Regions from separate parts of the Mus musculus genome. Here region 2 is linked to region 1. Evidence: chromatin contacts called from public promoter capture Hi-C data. All regions are on one chromosome and are shown on one strand. The core of a region is the stretch at or near the end of the contact, and the rest is flanking DNA. Distances in the headings are between cores, read along the strand shown.

Evidence for each region. Promoter capture Hi-C pulls out the DNA fragments that hold promoters and counts their contacts.
Region 2: a promoter capture Hi-C map of cranial neural crest shows a contact between it and region 1. The contact joins the promoter of Trim71 here to the promoter of Epm2aip1 in region 1.

Annotation. Positions count from the first base shown.
Region 1 is chr9:111,269,710-111,274,290 of GRCm38.p6, forward strand. Epm2aip1 (EPM2A (laforin) interacting protein 1) reads left to right here and starts at 2,136. Exons shown (of 1, transcript NM_175266.4): 1 at 2,136-4,581. The coding sequence starts at 2,252. The coding sequence ends at 4,072. It overlaps Mlh1 (mutL homolog 1), which reads right to left and starts at 1,899. Exons shown (of 19, transcript NM_026810.2): 1 at 1,700-1,899. The coding sequence starts at 1,815.
Region 2 is chr9:114,562,745-114,566,777 of GRCm38.p6, forward strand. It overlaps Trim71 (tripartite motif-containing 71), which reads right to left and starts at 1,625. Exons shown (of 4, transcript NM_001042503.2): 1 at 1-1,625. The coding sequence starts at 373.

The sequences.
Region 1 (4,581 bases), core at 886-3,385:
GAGGACCTGACTCCCTCTCTGGTCTCTGAGAGCAATCGATGTACATGGTGCAGAGACATACATGCAGGTAAAACATCCCCACAAATAAAATGAAAATTTAAAATGAAAGAAGATGCTAATAGGGACTACAAAATGTCTGAGTGGGCGAAAGCACCTGGCACCAACCAAGGACCTGAGTTCAATCCCTGGGACCCACATGATGGAAGGAGAGAATCAAAGTTGTCCTCTGACCTTCACAAGTGTGTTGTACACACAATCCCTATCACACAAATAAGTAAACAAAATAAACTAAATTAAAAAGAGGAAAATATCTTTAAAAGAATGAAACTCTTGTATTTTCAGAGCAGCCTATGCTCATAGAATATCTACCACAGGAAACAAATTTGACCTGGGGCTACATGAAAAATGGAAGCTTTCAACTCCTCTCAGGAAAATGCCTTTTTTAAAAACAAGAAGCCAGTAAGTTACTTAAGTAATAAACTTTTCTTAGCACCTCTGTATCAAAAACCTCGACTTAAATATTTAAGTAGGATCTGTGCATAATCTCTGCTTGCATGCGTTGCTATGCTACTTTTAAGCTTAGTTTTTTATTGTAGGTGATTCAGGCATAGTACAATTAAGTGAACAAGTTCTCCAGGTCATCCTAACACAGTAAAAGCAAAACCTATCCTAGGGCAGCCTATTGACACCAAATCAAATGTCCGAGGGCTCCCTGCTCCTTCCTCTGGTTATCTCTTCAGTTTCCTTTCCTCCCTGTGGCAGTGGTTCTCAACCTTCTTAAAACTGGGACCCATTGTTACATTGTGGTGACTCTTAACTATAAAATTATTTTGTTGCTACTTCATAACTGCAATTTTGCTATTGCTCTGAATTGTAATGTAAATATCAGAATTTCACGATGGTCTTAGGTGACTCCTGCATAAAGGTCTTTGGACCCCAAAGAGGGCCTGAGGTCATTTATCTCAGTGTCATCGTTCTGAATGCTTTGTCTTTTCAGTGCACTTCTGAACATTTGTCTTCTTTGGCTTTCACAACCATCAACTGATATTAACACAAAGTCCTTATGTACACAGTGTCCTTTTTGAACTTATTTGGTGGTGTGTCTACTTTGGGGTATACTATTCACTGTGCCTATTAAAGGTTAAACAGTACACGTTTAACTTCTCCCCTCCACAACCTGACGGGTCTAAGTCTCAGATGCAGGTCTAAGTCTCAGACTAGGGTCACTCACTAATTTGACAAGAGGAGAGTCAGAAAAAAAGCCCCATGTCCTGATACGTCTGAATAAAACTCAGAAGAAACTGTGCCTTGGATGTGTAGGGATTATTCCGGGAATGAATGATAAACCTAAAATGGCACACTCTGAAGACTGTTTCTCTTCCACCCTTACACATTCACACATCGTCAGCCGCGCATCTTCGTTGTATGTAACGTGGCGGCGAGCCGCATACTCCAGGAAGATACCATTAAACCAATACCACGCGTGCTTCCCCTACTTGCGACCCAAACAGGTCTCGCGCAAGTCGTGAGGACCTTCGGCCGTGTGCATAATGGGAAACCAGCCTGGCACGCGCAGGGTCCCTGTGCCCGATGCCCCCACGGTCCCCGTGCTCGGTGCCCCGCACGGTGGCCGACTGCAGCAGGTGGGTCGGCCCGCCCCGGCTCTCAGTCGGGGAACTCGGCTCCGCTCCCTCCGTACCAGTTTTCTATCATCTCTTTGATAGCATTGGCCGGCCGCTGAATGACTTCCCCCGCCGCTATGCGGTTCACTACCGTCTCGTCCAGACGCCGAATAACTCCTGCTACAAACGCCATATTGGCGCCCGAGTTCCCAGTCAGCCAATCACTCGAGCTCCTCACGCTCAAGTTCTTCCTTCAGCTTCGGCCGACTGCAGTCCTGCGCCGTCTTCCCAGCGGCAAGTGCTGATTGGGCAGCATGAATGCCAGTCAAGCGCTTTTACACGTCAGTTCCTGGGATCTCTGTCCCGCTCTAAACAGCGGCCCGACACCAGGCTAGAAGGCAACGCGCTTGCGCGTCAAAGTTCACGGTCCGCTCTTCCTATTGGCTCATTTCTGAGAGCTGAGGGAATACGAAATCTCCAGCCAATAGGAACGGAGGTGCCCTGGCGGAGGCTGGTGCACCCCTGCTCGGGTGATCTGGCGCAGAACCCAGGGGGTGCTTGGCGTTCGTCGGGCTCCTCCCCGTTTGCTGCGGCCTCAGAGCTCGGCGTTCTCCTGTGGCCTCCGCAGAATGTGGATGACGCCCAAGAGGATTAGGATGGAAGTCGACGAGGCTCTGGTGTTCCGGCCCGAGTGGACCCAGCGATACCTGGTGGTGGAGCCTGCGGAGGGTGACGGGGCCCTGTGCCTGGTGTGTCGCCGCCTGGTCGCCTCTACTCGGGAACGCGACGTGAGGCGCCACTACGAGGCCGAGCACGAATTCTACGAGCGGTTTGTAGGGGACGAGGAACGCGCGGCCCTGGTCGAGCGTCTGCGGCAGGGTGACATGTCTTTGGCCGCCGTGCTCACTCCGGAGGAGAGAGCGACCCGGGCAGGCCTCGGCCTCTGCCGCTTCTTGGCCTTGAAGGGTCGCGGCTGGGGTGAGGGTGACTTCGTACACCAGTGCATGGAGGTGTTGCTGAGAGAGGTGCTGCCGGATCACGTCGGCGTCCTGGAAGGCATTGACTTGTCTCCAGAGATCACACGGCAGAGGATTCTGAGCATTGACAGCAACCTCCGCAGCCAGCTGTTTAACCGAGCCAGGGACTTTAAGGCCTATTCCCTTGCTTTGGATGACCAGGCTTTTGTGGCCTATGAGAACTACCTGCTGGTCTTCATCCGTGGCGTCGGCCGCGACCTGGAGGTGCAAGAAGATCTTCTGACGATTATCAACCTGACTCATCACTTCAGTGTTGGGGCTCTCATGTCGGCAATTCTGGAAGCCCTGCAGACAGCAGGGCTCAGCTTACAGCGAATGGTTGGACTGACCACGACCCACACTTTAAGGATGATCGGCGAGAACTCCGGACTGGTCTCCTACATGAGAGAGAAGGCCGTGAGTCCCAACTGTTGGAACGTAATCCACTATTCGGGATTTCTTCACTTGGAACTGTTGAGTTCTTATGATGTTGATATTAATCAGATCATAAATACCATATCTGAATGGGTAGTTATGATTAAGACCAGAGGTGTTAGGCGACCGGAGTTTCAGCCTCTACTAACTGAGTCTGAGTCAGAGCATGGTGAAAGAGTTAACGGACGGTGTTTGAACAACTGGCTGAGAAGAGGCAAAACGTTAAAACTAATATTTTCACTAAGAAAAGAAATCGAGGCGTTCTTGGTCTCAGTGGGGGCAACAACAGTTCATTTCTCAGACAAGCAGTGGCTTTGTGATTTTGGTTTCTTGGTAGATATTATGGACTATCTTCGAGAGATCAGTGAAGAACTGCAGATCAGTAAAGTCTTTGCTGCTGCTGCCTTTGAACGCATCTGCACCTTTGAGGGTAAGCTGAGTTCACTTCAGAGACATATGGAGGAAGTAAATCTAACAGACTTTCCTGCCTTCAGTATAATCGTTGATGAACTTAAACAGCAGTTTAAGGAAGATCAAAAAATATTTGATCCTGACAGGTATCAAATGGTGATCTCCCGCCTACAGAAAGATTTTGAGAGACATTTTAAGGACCTCAGGTTCATTAAAAAGGACTTAGAACTTTTCTCAAATCCATTTAGCTTTAAACCGGAATATGCGCCTATTTCTGTAAGAGTGGAGCTAACAAAACTTCAGGCCAACACTGACCTGTGGAATGAGTACAGAGTCAAAGACTTGGGACAGTTTTATGCAGGACTGTCTGGTGAAGCTTACCCAATTATCAAAGGGGTTGCCTATAAGGTGGCATCCTTATTTGATAGTAACCAGATCTGTGATAAGGCTTTTGCATATTTAACTCGAAACCAGCACACATTGAGCCAGCCACTGACGGATGAGCATCTCCAAGCACTGTTTCGAGTTGCCACAACTGAAATGGATCCTCGTTGGGATGATCTTGTGAGAGAAAGAAATGATTCGTAAGCCGTTGTGGTCCAAGAAGTTGATTTGAAAAGGGAAAATTAATTTGATTTTTCTTTCACATTTCCTCATTTGGATGGTTGGAAAGCATTGAACTTACTACAGATGTTCAAATTGATAAGCATTGAAATCTTTCTGACAAGTTGCCTTTCTCCATCTCATTTGGCAACATGGGACTGACTGAAGCATAAGAATACCACCTTTAAAAAACTTAGTTTAATGGAAAAGTCATTGTTCTTTCCTTTTATTATTACTGATTTTCAACAAATTTAGTATTGATATTGTCAGTTGAACTAGAAGTCTGGTTTTAAAATGGTTTAAAGATATATGCCAAAAGTTTCAGCTCTTATTTTGACACAGTGGAAAGTGTGACACGTGGTTTGAAATGACCAACTCCTTAAAAGTGTATTTGAGCCAGTTTACAGAAACTCACATATCAAATTAAGTTTCTGAAAAGGAATAGCATAAACACAGTGGAGGTATTTTATCTAGATAACAGAATTTAAGATTAT
Region 2 (4,033 bases), core at 375-2,874, 3.3 Mb after region 1:
TGGCCACCACGGCGTCCAGCAGGTTGCTGAGCAGGAAGGCGGAGGATGGCAGCGCGTCCATGCCCGCCGCCTCGGCCAGGACCACCTTCTGGTCACATACGGGGCAGCGCAGCTTCAGCGCCTCGGCGGGGCCCGCGCCTCCGGGAGCGGGCAGCCGGTGCGCCTCGAGGCACGGCCGGCAGAAGGCGTGCAGGCAGGGCAAGACGTGAAGACGCCGCGCCGCCGCCCCGGGGCCGCCGCCGCCCGCCGACGACGTGGAAGTCTGCGAGGACGACGACGAGGCGGACGAGTTGGAGGAGAGCGGCGCGGGCGAGCCGCACATCTCCTTGCACAGCAGGCAGATCTGGAAGTCGGTCTCCGGGAACGAAGCCATTTGCAGGCGGGCTGGAGGGCAGAGGGCGCGCGGCGAGGAGGATGAGGGCGCGCGGCTCACTCAGCAGAGCGCATCGAGGACGCGGTGGAGGCGACCCCTGGGCCACCTCGGCAGGGCGGGTTTGCACTGCTACTCCTCAGCAAACGAGCGCCCGCACAAGTCTCAAAGTCCGCCGTGGAATCCGGTCCCCGCGGCGCAAACCAATTTGGTCCCAACGAGTCTTGCTTGTGTTGTTTTTTTTTTTTCCTTGCCCTCCGGCTAAATGAATTGAGCCTCCTGGAGGGAGGGGAAAACGTCCGGGAGTCGCAGCAGTCCAAGTCCCCGCGCGCGCCGCCGGCCGCCCCGCCGCATGACGCGGCGGCAGGAGCTCCTGCGTGGCGGCCGAGGCGCAGCCTCCCCCGCGGCGCGGTCGGCTCGGGCGCGCAGCTGCGCCTCGTGCGGGGGCCCCCGGCCCGCGGAAGCACGCGTGCCAAGTACGCACGCGCGCCCCACACGCTCCGCGCCCGTGCGCAGCCCTGCCGGGCCGCGGTCTCTATGCGCTCACACGCGCGCGCGCCCCACGCGGCCCGGCGCCCGCGTGTCCTCCGGCCTCCTGGCTCGCTCTCTAGCGCGCGCTCCGACCCTTCTCCGGCCTCAGGCGCTCCGCGGCGCGGGGCCGCAGGTCCCCGCGGGCCGCCCTGAATTATTCATCGGCGGGAAGATATTGGATGTACGGGCCGCCCGCTCCGCGCGGGGCCGTCGTGCAATGCTATCCGCGTTCCGCGCGAGCCGCGCGCCCCTCCTCCTCACGGCCGTCCTCTCCGAAACCTGGGCAGCGAAGGAGGATCACATTTCCTTTGTCATCGGGCCATTTCACCCTCGCTTGGGTCCCCCCTTCAATCCCGGAGCCTCGGGAACCGAGTCTCCCTCCCGGGCTTGCTCGAATCAGAGGAGTACGCGAGGGACCCGCGCGGCCACTTCGGGAGCCGCGTGGCCAACGCCGCCCGCGGCTCCCGCCTGCGTCATCCTCCTACGAACGATTCGCCGAGCGGGGATGCGGGTGGCCCCGGCTGCGCTGCGCCTACCGGGCTCAGGCTCTCCCGATGCCCTGGTGTCCTGGGTTGCTTTGGGCTTTATTTTGCACGACTCCCCCGAACGAGGGGCTGTGTGCGTGCGCGTGTCCCCCTTCTTTCTCCGCTTTGCCGCCTCTCAGAACGCGGGTTATTGGGACTGATCGGAATTCGGAATCCTTTTAATCTCCAAAGGAGCAAACTCACTTCCGCCCGAGTGCTGGGAGGGGTGGGGGAGGGGAGGCCGGGGAGGGGGTTCCAGGCAAACAGGAAACATTAGCCCTCTTGGCCCGGCCGGCTTTTGTGTACGCCTCCCCTCCTCCCACCACCCTCCTCCCCCGCTCCGGCCGCGGGGGAGACGATCGCCCCCAGGCCTCAGTGTGACGACCTTTGGAACCTCCTGGGCGAGGAACGCAGAGCGACTCTTCCGTTTATTAAAAAAAAAAAAAAGAAAGAAAGAAAGAAAAAAAGACTTCATTCTGAATCTTTGCCTCTTGGAAGCTGATGGCCACTGCCCCGGAGAGCTAGGTCCCCCCACCCCCAACACCACCATCACCCCCTTTTTTTTCTCTTCCTTTTCCTTTACATTTCTCTAGGACTCTACAAAGCTGAGACCGACCTCAAGCATCGCACAGTTGTGCAGTTGGATGCATGGAACTAAACGACTCTGAATTCTGGACGTCCAAGGGGCTGGTTGCTCTCAGTTTTAATGGGAGCCCAGGCAGCTGTTAAGAGAAGGCGACCCACTGACGGGCCCCGCGGCCATCTGGGTGGTGCCCCAGGCGGTTCTGAGGGTGAAACTTTAAGGCTCTCAGAAGAAAGACTTGGAAAGGCTGCTCTCAGAACTTTTTTTTTTTAATGCTACTTAAGATGGGTGTGGTGGTGTACCCATTATAATTCAGCAAGCAAGAGGCTAGGGCAGAACTACACTGTGAGACCCTCTGTCAAATTAACTCGCGAGTAAAATACATAAACAAATGCCATCAAGCTGTGTATAAAATTTCACTCTGTAGATTATACTTTGAAAGGAAAAAGACTGCACGCTGGACCCTCACACGTTCAAGATCTGGGCTACATGAAACCTCTCAAGAAAGTGATGAAAGAACTGGAAAGGTTAGCTCTGCAGTCCATCAAGAGGAGAGTTCAATTCTCAGAACCCCACTTTGGGTGGCTCTGAACTTCTTGCTTCATGTGCACATACCCCCACATAGACACACTGTGTGTGTGTGTGTGTGTGTGTGTGTGTGTGTGTGTGTGTGTGTGTGTGAGTGTGTGTGTGTGTGTGTGTATGATTATGAAAGCCTAGAAGAGAATGTAGCTTCCAATCTAAGTAACCATTCCTGGATCGTAATGATACGGATAGGATGCAATTCTAGATACTGCCTTTTATTCATGGGGAAAAAAAAAAAAAACAACAACAGAAAAGATCATTCTAGAAACATGAATCCATTCTGGACAGGCTGCTGAAGAGGCAAATCCCTTGGGGCTCAGATACTTCAGGGACAAGCCACACACACACACACTCCTCTCCCCCACCCCCACCCCCCACAAGTGACCTACAGCATCATGGGAAGACCAGAGACCCCTCTGCTTTCCAGAGCTCCACTGTCCAAACAACATCGAAGATCCCTTTGTGACCTTCTACTCCTGGGATGTGGAAGTGAAAATTAACTATGGGCCCTCCAAAACTGAACAGAGCTCCCCTAAACAAAGATGGGAGACTTTATAATATAAAAATGAGGACCAGAAGGAACTCTCCTTTCTGTTTATAATGAAATTGTTAGGGAAGGCTTCAAAAAAAATTTTAATGACCGTTTGGGCACAGATCTCTCTGCAAGGTAAAGGCACTTGCTACTAAATCTGAATTTTTAGTTCAGTTCCCGGTATCACAGGGTGGAAGGAGAGAAGCACATTATCTTCTGTGGCAGCAAGAATACATCACACACACACACACACACACACACACACAGTGCACACACATACACACACACACATACACACACACACACATACACACACACACACACACACACATACACATACACACACATACACACACACACATACACAAACATACACACACATTCACACACACACACACTCACACACACATACACACTCACACATACACACACACACATACACACACATACACACACACACATACACACACACATACGCACACACACACACAAGTGTAAAGTGTAACACAAGTTTATCTAAAGATGTATTGTGTCGTATAGGTGTGTGCACAGGTCTCCACTGACACCAGAAGGGGGTATTAAGATTCCTTGAAATTGGAGTTACAGGGATTTCTCAAGCTGCTGATATGGGTGCTGGGCACTGAATTCCAGTCTTCTGGTGGAACAGTGTGATGGTTTATATATATATGCTTGAGGCAGGGAGTGGCACTATTAGGAGGTGTCGCCATTTGGAGTGGGTGTGTCACTGTGGGTGTGGGCTAATACCCTAGTCCTAAGATGCCTGGGTTCAGTCTTCCACTAGCAGCCTCCAAATGAAGATGTAGCACTCTCAGCTCCTCCTGCACCATGCCTGCCTGGATGTTGCCATGTTCCTGCCTTGATGATAATGGACTGAACCTCTGAACCTG